Regions from separate parts of the Triticum aestivum genome. Here region 1 is linked to region 2. A link is a contact called in public Hi-C data. All regions are on one chromosome and are shown on one strand. The core of a region is the stretch at or near the end of the contact, and the rest is flanking DNA. Distances in the headings are between cores, read along the strand shown.

What was found. A called contact is a pair of places that touch in the nucleus more often than the background predicts.
Region 1: a Hi-C map of leaf shows a contact between it and region 2, with 4 times the contacts expected there. The contact joins the promoter of LOC123046130 here to the promoter of LOC123046128 in region 2. A contact is called at or near these places in 5 of 5 Hi-C or Micro-C datasets (leaf, root and an unstated tissue) and 1 of 1 datasets of contacts at active chromatin or transcription factors (leaf).

What each region holds. Positions count from the first base shown.
Region 1 is chr2B:577,942,634-577,949,550 of IWGSC CS RefSeq v2.1, reverse strand. It overlaps LOC123046130 (beta-glucosidase 16), which reads right to left and starts at 4,994. Exons shown (of 12, transcript XM_044469416.1): 1 at 4,705-4,994; 2 at 4,503-4,569; 3 at 3,616-3,677; 4 at 3,408-3,483; 5 at 3,235-3,309; 6 at 3,024-3,111; 7 at 2,630-2,882; 8 at 1,046-1,161; 9 at 666-915; 10 at 477-579; 11 at 240-342. The coding sequence starts at 4,830.
Region 2 is chr2B:577,498,836-577,505,292 of IWGSC CS RefSeq v2.1, reverse strand. It overlaps LOC123046128 (protein disulfide isomerase pTAC5, chloroplastic), which reads left to right and starts at 3,065. Exons shown (of 7, transcript XR_006421962.1): 1 at 3,065-3,779; 2 at 4,178-4,273; 3 at 4,383-4,472; 4 at 4,588-4,816; 5 at 4,976-5,013; 6 at 5,116-5,618; 7 at 5,739-6,009. It overlaps LOC123046129 (a long non-coding RNA gene), which reads left to right. Exons shown (of 4, transcript XR_006421970.1): 4 at 1-885.

The DNA of each region.
Region 1 (6,917 bases), core at 3,745-6,244, 440 kb before region 2:
AGAGTATCAGGAACTGATTCTTATTTCTTCAATTTTCTTTTTTACTGGTGCACGTAACAATTGAAAAGAATTAACATTCTTTCGGGGCATACTGTTTCAACGGGCTTGCTTCAATATGAGTTTATCATGGTAATATTTAGCAATAATGTATACTATTTTGAGGAAGGCTTGTGGTTTATTAAAGATTCCATTGGTAAATAGTGTAATGTGCAGGATGATCACAAATGGTGGCACGTTACCTGACCGCTGAAGAGATACATGTGAGATAACCTCGCAGGTAGTTCACTCTTCCAACGTCATTCATCAACTCCTCCATACTGTTATCGCTAAACTGCGAGTAGCCTGAGATAAAGCGTACGAGGACACATGATCATTGAAAATACATGGAAGCAAATTAGGAGGCACTAGAAACTTCTCAATCTCCAGGGAGTTTCCTGAATGCACTGTGAATTCCAGAAGCCCCCCTTGCCACTCACCATTTTCAGTAATGTAGACAGGCGTGCTCTCGTATCTCTGATTGACATACTTGACGATCAGCTCCATACCTTCCGGAACATCGTAGTAACCATGGAAAGCAGTCTGCAAGGTTGATCACCATATACACAGACATGTCACAGAGAGAAGAAGAGAATGTATAGGCTGGTGACAGATGGAACAGTTCTTACTGGTCCTCCAATTGCCACGCCGTCCCTTTCGCCTACAGCTTGGACCAGTGCATTTCCCTCGTAGGTCTTAATGTCGCATGGAGAAGAGATGCAATCCTTGGCGTAGATCGCCGTGTAATGGTTTACACCGATAAAATCCGCCTTGCTTTGCAGTAACCTCTTCTCCTCGGAGGTAAACGTTGGTAAGTTTGATGAGAGCATCTCACGCATTTCTCTGGGATAGTCACCAAAGAATATTGGATCCAGAAACCTGAAGAAGAAAAGGAAACATAAAAAATGTCATAGTACTATCAGTTTTTGTTGTTGTTGTAAAGCTAACGTGAATATAAAAAAATGTCATACTTCATGTTGCATAGAAGGTGAAAGAAGAAAGGACATACCAGTCCACCTCAAAGGACAACGCCCGTCTTGCAGCCAGGATATCCTCCGTGGAGTTGGTAAGGGGCTCATACCATTTCATGGCGATCACAATCCCGATCGACCCTCCTTGTGTTGCCTAACATGTACACACGCATCAGAACGACTAAGACAAAGGCGTCTCTTGTCTTGAGAAATGATCTCCCAGTTCCAAGAAACATAAGCGTAAATACCACCTGACAAGGTGGGATGTGATCTGTCGCCCTAAAGACAAGGATGTCTAGGGGTGGAAGACCTTCAAATTAAAAATAAGTATTTGTTGAGCAAATGGCTTTAAAAGATACTTACCGAGGACGGGGTTTGGCAAGAATTACTAAGGAATAAGTACCTTCATTCAAAAACCTTGTCTGAGGTTCAGGCAAAACCAACAGTCTCACCTTTCTGGAAAGGACTCATGGAAGTTAAAAATGATTTTTTTCGCAAAGGGACGTTCATTGTAGGAAATAGTCTAACTAGTAGGTTCTGGGAAGATACATGGCTAAGGGACATGCCACTAGCCATGCAATACCCTCGTCTCTATCATATTGTGCAGTGGAAAGATGTCTCCGTTGCCTCTGTGATGGGCCACATATCGTTTAATGTTGCCCTTAGAAGATAACTAATTGGGAACAAATTGATAGACTGGTTAAACCTTGTTGAAAGGTTGATGATGGTTAACCTTTCACATGAATCAGACATATTCCGTTGGAAGTTGACTACTTCTGGTGCCTTCACAGTCAAACCCATGTATACAGACCTCATCAATGATGGACAACCTTTTCACCACAAGTATATATGAAAAATGAAAGTCCCACTGAAATAGAAAATCTTCATGTGGTATTTGGATCACAAGGTCATCCCGACAAAAGATAAACTGAAGAAAAAAAAGATTGTCAAGGATGCACTAAGTGTTGCTTTTGTGGCAATAAGGAGTCGACTCAGCATCTATTCCTTCAATTCCCACTTGCCAAGCTACTATGGAGAACGGTCCATATAGCTTTCAACCTACCTCCACCTAAGAGTAGTACGAATATGTTTGGAAACTGGTTAGTGGGGGTGCACCCCAAGTTTAAGTCTCAGATCCGTGTGGGAATTTGTGCTTTACTTTGGGCCATTTGGAGCACTCGTAATGATTGTATTTTTAACAGAACGAAAGTTCCGAATTTTTCCAGGTTATCTCCGAGGCTACCAGCTGGATCCATATGTGGTCATTACTTCATAAGGAGGAGGATCGGGCGCCCACGGTCTTTAGGTGCAACCGATGGGAGATGGTCTCTCGGGATTTGTTCAACCGATTTGGTTGGCGGCCTGCTAGAAGGATTTGTGATGCATGAGGCTCATTTTCCTAGGATTTTTTACTTTTTAATTTACCCTTTGGGCAGTCATGTGCGACAATTTATTGTTGAACTTTGTTATGGTCGGATGATGAACTTTGATATGATAAACAAACGGCTGTGTGCATCACTCGATGCAAAGGCCGAGGGATGTCCCTCTTTTAAAAAAAAAAGTTCCAAGGAAGGAAGCTTCTCAGCGTACGTTAGCGACAAAGCAGAGTCTGTTGGGTTCACCTGGTAGTTCCTCTTGTAGTTGTCGACGGCGGCGGCGTGGGACAGGATCATGTTATGGGCGGCGAGGTAGGGCTCCCGGTGAGAGTTGCCGCTGTTGCAGTTCCCGTACGGCGGGGAGCAGTGCTTGGGCGGGTACATGCCCAGCATGTAGGCGAACTTGGTGAAGAGGTTGGGCTCGTTGAGCGTGGTCCAGAACTTGACCCGATCGCCGAACGCCTTGAAGCACACGTCCGCGTAGTAATCAAACTCCTCCCTGTGAAGGAAGAAAAGTTAATTAGAGCATGCATGTGCGCCAGAACGCAGTAGACGGAAAGACCACGGAAAGACCGGGAACGTGGCTAATACTCCTACTCAGAGCATGCGCAACCAGTAGGAGTCGCATGCATGCACGTACCTGATTCCGGCGCCCAGCCAACCGCCGTGCCGGGTCTCCAGCTCGTGCGGCAGATCGAAGTGATGCAGCGTCACGAACGGCTCTATCCCTGCTTGACATTTTTTGCATTTAATTACCGCGTGCGTTTTAGGATTGCTCTTCGTTGAAGATTAGCTAGAGTTGAATCTGCCTGTTCGATCAGATGTGTGGCGTGGCGTGTGAGACTACGTACCTTTCTGAAGGAGCGCGGCGATCAGGCGGTCGTAGAAAGCTATTGCAGCCGTGTTAACGCCTCCAAGCCGGCCTCCTACGAGGACCATGATTCAACGACAGTTAATTTAGCTATAAACAAAAATTTGTTAATGCTAATTTTGTGTATTGATTCGTGTTGGCATGCATGCATACTTGGTAGGACTCTCGCCCATGAGATCGAGAACCTGTAGGAGTTGACACCCAGATCATGCATGATCTCCACGTCTTCCTGCTCAACAACAAGGTAGAGTCAAGGGTTACATGGGCAAGCACAGTAAATTAAGGGATGCGTAATCACGCCTCCCATAGTCACATGACAAGTACTACTTGTGATTGTATGTTGGGCTAATCAACTCTATACCATGTAACGGTGGTAGTGGTCGTCCGCCACGTCGCCGTTCCGTCCATCATTGATTTCCCTAGCTGTAGCAAACAAAAACATTTTGAGAGCAAAGAAGCTTTTAAAATAGAGGATCACATGCGCTAGCTGATCTTCTTTCAGAATATACATATGCAGGACAATTGTTGTGGTGTTAGTTGATCGGCACGACAGCAATTGCCATATAGAACACGGATAAAAGCGCAAAAAATTTGTGGCCACTCGTATTATTTTTTTGGTTGTGTGCATCGCTTGACGTAGAATCCTCCTTTTTTTTAAAAAAAAACTCGCATTATTATCCGCACAGTGTTGCTGCAGGTGTGGCATCGCTGTCTCATAAGAATCCACGCCTACTGGATAAGTAAAATATTCAAATCCCACTTGGAAGATAAAGGAAATACTCCAGGGCGACGCCGTTTCTTTCTAAGTAATATAAACTCGAGGAAAAGGCGTTGTGTTTGCCACACCTGCATCGGTGACAGTGAAATGGGTGCTGGCCTCCGTATCTTTCCGATGTCCGGCCTAGGGATCTCACTACTCAAACCTGAATCATTCAAGGTTAACACTTTTGGAGTCTAGCAGTACTAGGACATGGCTGGCTTATGTCTCCGTCTTGCTGATAATTTGCCAGCAGTAAATTAATCAAGCCGCATGATTAGTACTAACATACATGGTAAATTAACCGCCGAATTGCTATGTACGGCCTCATGAACTATCACTATCTCTATGTCTCAGCGGAGCAGGAAGCTAACAAGTCTTTAACTTCAACCTTATCATAAGCTAAGCATCATGGATCATACAAAGGCAACATGGATCACAGAAAGACAACCAAGAAGAAAACCATTGGGTTTTGGGAATGGTCGCTTTACACTGCGTGTGGGTGAAGACATCCCAGTTGCTGAGGCCCTTGCCGTCCTCCAGGTACGCGCCCTCGATCTGGAACCAGAGATCATAGTTCATGCGTTGTGGTAATTAAATTAGCTGCTCTCTTTCAACTGGGCCTTGGGAACGAATGGTAGAGAGAAGAAGTACGACGAGGGTGAAGCCGGCCAAGCTCCACCACTCGCTAACCTGGTAAGAAGACGTGGCGGCGCCGAAGAGGAACCCGGGCGGGAACTCGGCGCGGTCGAGCCCCCGCGCCGACGGCGCGAGGAGCGCCAGAGCCGCCAGCATGACCATTGCCGCCGCCGCGGCCATTTCCTCGAGGTAGCTAAGCTTAGCTAGAAAGGCGACGCCTCTCCGTTTCTATGAGGGCTCTGGAGTCTGGTTCTGGTCTAGCCCCGCTTCGACCAAGGCTTATTTAAAGGCAAACGGCGAAGTACGCCATGTCGCTGTCACCTGTCACTACCGATATCAGCATTGTATGTCTGGTCCTGCCTACGGAGTCGCGCCCATCTGCCTCGCGCCGCTGCCGATACATGCAGTACGTACGGCACCGCCGATATTTACCGCGCCGGCCGGCTCACACCGCCCACAAGCCACAAGGCCAGGCCAAGCTTTGCTTGTTGGCTGGGGTAACTGAGATCCACATGGTGCGCGTGAGAGCGACGTGTGACTGAAGGGTGATAATGGATGAAAGCTAATCATGCCGTACCAGAAAATGGCGCTGGCTCCTTGGCGGACTAGACGATGCCCGTCGAATCAGCTCTACCAAAGCGCCGGGTCCTCGATGGATCCATCTCAGCTTGCTCTTGCTCGTGCGTCCTCCGATGCGTCGTCCGGGGGAAGAAACAAGCCGTCGAAAGCAACTTCGGCAGACGACAGGGTCGTGGCTGGCCTCACAGGGTAGGTAAGCACGGCATGCGCTGATCCGATCTGGTCGGGTTGCTGCGGCCCGGATGTAGCCGGAGAATATGTGCGCGGCCCGGCGGCGAAATGTGGCAGTCACGTGGGGTCGGCGCGCGGCGTGGCGTCTCGCCATGGTGAGTTTGCGGCAGGGAAGACGTGGCCGCGCGCGCCGAGCCACCAACCACCGGAATCGGTTCATTATCTTATCGACAGGGGATGGGTTTGCCACCTCGATCGATGTGAGGTGACGTCACGTGACTCATGGTATGGACTCGACAAGTTGTCGCTAGTTCTGTTTTCTCTGGGAACAAGTTCCGTAGATGTACATCATGTACTACTACAACAGCAGAGGCGAGAACAGAATCTGAGGACGGGCAACACTTGTCCGACCCTGTCGGACCAAATATTACCATGTGTGGCCATGTGCATGGCCAGGGAACACGAAGCCAGCCAGTGGTTCGTGGTCGTGGGTGCACATTCGAAGTGCAAGGTGGGCAAGGGGTCAAAGGGCATGGCTTAAAAATGAAAGCAAGCCGCAAAAACTGGAGAGACTAGATGCATTGTAGCCGATCCGGTCGGTGGATTTTACTGGATCCGTTCTTTGTTCGTTTACATATGTGTGTCTGTAGGATGGATCCTTTCGATCTACGCTTCTTTCTATCGACGACGGCTGATGTCCTGATGCACTGGTCCTATGGGGTCTTAGCACGACGACAGCTGTCTACTAAAACAATGTTTGTCCGACTTGGACGAGGGAGAGGCGATGACGGCGACGCGCCTTCGGCTTGCTTCAGTACTTGTAGTCGTCGCTAGGTGGTCTATAGACATGAATGTATATTCTTTGTACTACCTTAACAGTTGATGAATAGATTGAAAGTTTTCTCGAAAAAATAAATCATAAAAGATTAACTTCTTGACTTGGGTAATGTGCACTAGTGTGTAGACGGGTTTTTCCTTGTTGCGAAAAGGTCAAATGTTGTAAACTAAGTATTTTAGTGATCTAAATGCTTTTACATTTCTTTATAGTGGGAATACATAGTATTCTTATAAAAACCTACTTACATAAATAGAAAATACATCCAAACATCTGAGATTTATTTTGAATTAAATGCATCAGAAATCTAAACAAACACTCTGCTTCCTCACTGTTGTTGTTTCAACACGCTTCACCTCGCAACATCACCGGTGGCGAAGCCAAGAATAAAAGATTAGAGGGGCCAAATGACTCAAACTTCTGAATTTACACTAATGCATGTATTTTTTTTCCTAAAATCCGAGAGGTTAACAGCATAATAATAAAATAAGCATATATGTGCACAAATTTGGGATCATGGGGCTGCCTTGGCTACTCAACATTGCATCGTGGTACAAACCAATCGACTGCACGTTGGCCTCTTGACTTCTACACATGCAGGTGTGAACACAAAGACTTGACTCCAAGCAACACTCAAGGCCCTAGGGCATTGACCTTTAGACGTGCACCATTAAACTCCTCT
Region 2 (6,457 bases), core at 1,816-4,315:
CAGTGTAGCACTCATATATTGCCTATGTCTTTCACTTTATGATTCCAAATCAGATTACCCTGTCAAGGTCAGTAGTGCTCCTTTTTGCTGTTTCTTGTTATCAATATTTTAGTGCCACTTCTAAAATATCAAATTACCAATCCTTCTCCATACATGTAGTCTTACATTTCTATGTCCTTAAATATTTGTTATGATCTGTTTAGTTCGTACATAAATATTCAGAAATAGTTCAATGCGTAATTCATGATTAAAATTTATGCTAATTAGGCTTTAGTTTGGTGCCACTATGATTCTTAGACTAAGCTTGGCTTGCCTATGATATAATATCATGTAGAGATTTTGCTGAATTCTATGTGAATAATATAGACAAATGGATATTGGATTTTTGGTGAATAATATAATATATACAATCTGTTGACATGTTTGGAATTGTAAGCACATTCATCATTTCTTAAGCACTGTTAAAAGGTCGCAGCAACAAAATCTTCTCTTAAGCTAACATGATTTGCATAATAGAATGTTTACTTTTGGGTTAAGGTACAATTTTCCTACTGCTAGCCGATTTTCGGTACAGATTATGAATTTGATTACCAAATGTTTTCTGGCTATTAGCAACAACATTTGTCATCATTATTCAGTGTACAATTTTTCATGTGTTTTACAAAAATCTCTGGCAGGATGGAGATCTGACATCACTAAAGTTATGAAATTTCTAACATTACCAAGCCATAAACGATAGTTAGTAGTTTTCCTGTATTTTATGAGATCACCATGTACACCAGCCTCTTGTAATTTGACAGAGACAAAAAAAAGTCAGACTTGACTTCTTCTGTTGCTAACAAATATATGCATGTATATGCAAAATGAACTATAATGTTTCTTGCACCTGTATATTTACATAAATTCATATCATTTTATTGTTAAAATAGATGGGCGCGGCAACGCGCGCCACCCATGATCTAGTTCATTGTGTGATGCAACCTTGTCCCATTGTTTCCGTGCCATATTATCTCTCGTGTTCTGCCTATCTCTAAATGCAAGCCAAAGAAACACCCGGTGTCTATGCGGTATGATCTTGTCCCAGATGCATGGTGTTAGCGGACAAGCTTTACCTCAGAAGCTCAGAAGCTTGTAGAAGTACGCTGTTGATAATGTCCTGTCTTCCGTGAGAGGCACACGACCGACCATTTGTGATGGGTTTCTTATAATGCTCCAACTGGTGCGATGGCTGTGTTGACTGTGTTGCTCTCCACGAACCGTTGGTGGATGGCGGCCCTGACCTGGTGCGACGGCGGCTTGAGCCTTCGGGTCAATTCTCCACCAAGTCGCTGTACACGGCCATCGCCCCATCCGCCGCCCCCTCCCCCTATCGATGATATGGTCCATCCGCCTGCCACTGAAGATCCGTATCTTCATGTGGCAATGGATTCACGGTCGGATCCCGTCAGGGGTTGAGGTGCGTAAGCGAAATGGCCCGGGTACTGGCATTTGCCCGCTCTGTGGGGTTCCCGAAGACTTGAACCACATTTTCTTCTCGTGCGTCTCCACCCAGTTCCTCTGGAGCTGTTTTCGCGAGGCGGTTGGTGGAGATTGGTGTCACACCGACTTTCCGGACTTATTTGCCGAACTCCAGATGTCCCCCGCGACCTCTCGCCATATTAGGTGGCTTAAGATTGGGGTCCTCGCCTGGACCCTCTGGACTGTCCGCAATAAGCTAGTGATTCAGCACACGCCTCTTCGCCGGTCTACTGACGCTTTTTTCAAACTCTCGGATTTCTTGCAGCTTTGGCGGCCGCTTAGCCACCCCCGGGGCCGCGACGCCATCTCCGCCTTCATTGTCGACCTCCGATCGATGGCCGTCCGCCTGTCGTCGCCGCCCCCGCCGCCACCACCGGAGCCAGACTAGGCGATTTCTTCGTCCGGCGTGTTCTGTTTGTTTTTTCTTTTCTGGGCTTGTTGAGCTGTGCCCTCAGCAGAACCTATGTACTTGTTTGTGAGACCTGGATATGTGCGTGTGTGTGGACTTGACTCTGTATGTGTGCTCTCTAGCGGTTTGCTTTATTTATAAAGCGGGGCGAAAGCCTTTTTCGGTATAATGCTCCAACTCGCTCTCTCTTTCCTTTCTTCTCCTTCGCTGCTGGTGTGTTGGTGTGATTGTAACTAATTGAAAATACTGTTATTTCCTTTGAGCAAGTAATGGAAATGGGGATACCCGGACCCGGTTGGGGGAGAAGATAAGTGAAAGAAAATGGACAGATGTAGAGGGACTGAGGGAGAGAAAGAGAAACAAGATACGTAAATGTAGACAGAGTGTGTAGCTAACACATCTCTACTCGAAACTCAACTAGTGATGATAGCGTGTCTATCATCCGATATTTTTGATCGTCTGGTCTGCATATGCAAGTGAGGTAACAGGCTACGATATTTTTGCATAAAGACCACAGCCATTCGTCTATTGGGTCAAAGCTATCATATTTTAAAGATAAATACTATCTCTACTTCTATAAATAATTTAGTTGGCGATGATAGTGCGTCTGGCATCCGTCATTTCTGACCATTAGATCTGCATCTAACGGTTATGAGGTAAGTTGTGGCATTTTTTAACAATAACCCACTTCTCTGCTCCAATTTGCAGAAAACCCTTTGTTTGTGAACAAATACTATTCTGCTTTGGATCCGTTGCAACGTACGGACACATTACTAGTAAATGGTGCATTTTCAAGTTTGTGAAATATGTATTAATCTATTTTATATCTATTGCAAGCAGTGGCGGAGCGTAGGATTAGTAGAGTGATTAGCAGAAAAATAAGCATATTTGGCAAAATTTCCACTTATGGGGGGAGGGCCGAAATTGTCCCCACTACGCTCCGCCACTGGTTGCATGACATGGGCCTTTGCTAGCCAAAGAGTAAACAGAAAGAAGAAGAAAAACAAGTGTTCTAAAAAAAGAAAAACAAGTTTTATTTTTTGAGGCAAACAAGAAAAAGGGGTGCTTTGCTCATAGCCTCCGGCTCATGGGCCTGCTTCAGCTACCGTGTAGGCCCAGTCTTCTTATTACAGGCCATTGGGCAAATGCTCACAAATCGGGCCGCCGGCGCCAACCGTACCGCCCCGTCCGAAATATCAACGGCTGAAGCCGAGAGATATCCACTGGCCACTGGCCAGAGGCCACTGCCAATCTCCTCGCCGAGCTCCACGCCATGATCATCACCACCGCCGCCTTCCCGTCCGTGTCCTCCTTCCACCGCCCGCGCCTCAGGCCCTGCCCGCGCCGCGCCGTCCTCCACCTCGTCCGGTCGGCCGCCTCCTCCTCCTCCTCCTCGTGGGAGGAGCGCGAGGAAACGCGGTGGCTCCGCGAGGAGCAGCGCTGGCTGCGGGAGGAGCAGCGGTGGCTCCGCGAGGAGTCGCGCTGGCGTGCCGAGCGCGAGGCCCTCCTCTCCGAGATCACGGCGCTCCGTCTGCGCCTCCGCGCGCTCGAGCCTGCTGCCGCGCCCGTGCCTCCTCCCGCACCGGCGGCTGCGCGCGTCGCTCCGCCTCCGCCTCCCCCCGCACCGGTTGCGCGCGTTGCTCCGCCTCCGCCTCCGCCCGCGCCTGCGGCACGCGTGGCGCCACCTCCGCCGCCCGTGCCGGAGCCGGTGGAGGAGGTCGAGGTGAGGAAGGAGGTGGTGGTGGTCGAGGAGAAGGCCAAGGCGAAGCCGAAACCGAAGGCTGGGGCCGGCAGCGGCAAGAAGCGGGCGCTGAGGGTAGGGAGCGAAGGAGAGGAAGTGCGGGCGATGCAGGTGAGCGTAGCCGCGGTCGCGCACCTCTCGTTTTGGCTAGGATTCGCCATGCATGACCTGTTGTTGGGCTTGGGCCGAACATGACAGCGGTTCGAGACACTACAGAGATGCTCTGTTTCTTTCTAGCTAGATATACTCATGGTGTTCAAAAAAAAAAAAAAAAAAAAGCTAGATATACTCACTGCAAGTTCTGCAATCTGCTGTTGCTCTACACTACACTGTCAAGAACGTGGCCATGAATTAATTAATGCACTTACGGCGCGAATCAGTGGCGATTTGTATTTTGTGGGCCTGAACTTTCTAGTTAAGCCGTTAGCATGTCAGTGCACTCCAAACTCCAAAGATATAGCTGTTACAATGACTGGTGTATAAATCCAATCGTACCGTACATCATGCAGGAAGCCTTGGAAAAGCTCGGTTTCTACTCGGGCGAAGAGGACACGGAGTTCTCCAGCTTCTCAACCGGCACCGAACGAGCCGTCAAGACATGGCAGGTCAGTATAATGCCCGCCGCATCATACATTCGCCGATACGGCTGTGCTAACTGCTAAACCAGTATAAACATGTACTTACGTATAACTACATTGCGCTTCCTGTTTGCAGGCATCGATAGGTACTACAGAGGATGGGCTGATGACATCGGAGCTACTCGAGATGCTATTCACAGGACGGACCGAGGACGATCTCAAAAAGGCAAGCTTAGAAACTCCAACTCCAAGCCACAGTCAGTATTTCAGTGATGTGGCCATGGCGTCGCAGTGACATCCTGATGCACAAATCTGAGATTATACTTCTGTTTTACTTGCAGGAAGGCGTAAACGGAGCACTTGTTCCTCCTATAACAGAAACCGCAGAGGTTCAGCAACCTGTGGTGGAAAAAATTGACTACAACAAACACAGAGTGTACCTTCTCGGCGAGAACCGGTGGGAAGATCCATCCAGGCTAACCAAGAAGGATAAGCCGATCAGCGGTTCTACTGCCGCGTCGACAAAGCAGTGCATCACCTGCCGAGGCGAAGGCCGCCTCCTGTGCCTAGGTAACTGAAGTCACTGCTGCTTATCCTCTACACTGGTATCTAGGAAATCCCAGCCTCCGGTGTACCATAAGCCACTGCCATTGGCTTGAGTTATGTGCTATTACTGTTAATCTTCTGCGATGTTGTGACTATTGATGTGATCCTTCTTCATTCCTGCAGAATGTGATGGAACAGGTGAGCCCAACATTGAACCACAGGTACGCTGGAGTTCTGGTTGCAGAAGCGCACCATGTTATTAATTGAACCTTGTTTTTTTCTTCTCTAACATGCATATAATCGTTAACTTTTAAAAAATGCAGTTCTTGGAGTGGGTTGGCGAAGACACAAAGTGCCCATACTGTGAAGGCCTTGGCTACACTATATGTGATGTTTGTCAAGGGATTAAAACAGTGCACAGTTAAAGCAAAGGACTTATGAGCAACATTCAGCCTTAGTTGAACATCTATAGCAGCTTATATAGATGTTAACTAACTATTCCACTTTTGTTGCGGTATTTTTGAAATATATAATCACATTGTCATCCTACACCACAGAAAACAGATGCATAGAGGCTAGGTAATACTCCTACTTACTATGTACAATAGAAGATGGGGAAAATAACGAAGGAAGCGGTTGCTTTGTCAATCAAGCTTGTAAAATTGGCATGCATTCAAATATTTTCACCATTCATAATATTTACAGGAAAACGTATTTATATCTGTCAGTGAGTATGTGATCTTCTGCAAGACTATGGTGGACTATGGTGGACTGCAGTTTACACGGGAAGCATGCATTAAACATACTAGCTGCTATGCTTGTACAGGTCAGCAAGTTGCTAGCACGAGGGATTGAGAGTGAACGTAGTTCTACCTTGTCGAATTGAATTTTTGAAATGTGGCACTTGGCAAACCTGTAATCCTTCCTTCTCCTTTGCTGCTGGCAGAAGGATGAACAATGCCTGCAAAGTATGACCAACAATGAGAAAGCTACTGAGAACAGATGCTGATTTCCTGATGACAATTCCAGTAACAGGAGATAAAACATACAACATATCGATGGAGTTAACCAAGATATTACTGCTAAAGAAAAACGCTGGCTGCTTCTCACAAATGTTCTTTTGAATTTCCTTTTTGAAATAGTACATTGTTTGACTATACTAGGTAAAAATGTATAATCCGTCTGACATTAAAGAAGAGAAGGAACAGAATTTGGGACAACGGCAATACCTTGTTCTAACAAGAGGCAGGGAGAATTCCCTACCAAATAAGAAATAGGAGGCCCATTGTAGTGCCTACCCCGCAACTGGAACTAAGATCATTTTCCAATCCAAATGCCTTTCCCTTTCAGTTTCGGATGCACTTAAAATGCCATCTTAGATTCTGAATGCTGTGGGCAATGAAGGGCTCATAGGCAAAGTACAAAATAAATTATCGAGAAAAAGAATCTACAAAAGGTACCTCTGTAAACTAGAAATGTTGAAGCCATTTGTTACTTCAAATATAATCCAACCAGCGAAACATTTCGCCTGATCTCATCAAATCAGTCAATCCCTATATTGTAACAAAGTGGTGCATCCCATGCCATATGCTTGATGTTCATGCCAGGTCTAAGGTTTGGCTCAAATCTTGAGAAGGGTAATGATCCTATGTAACTGGGTTAATA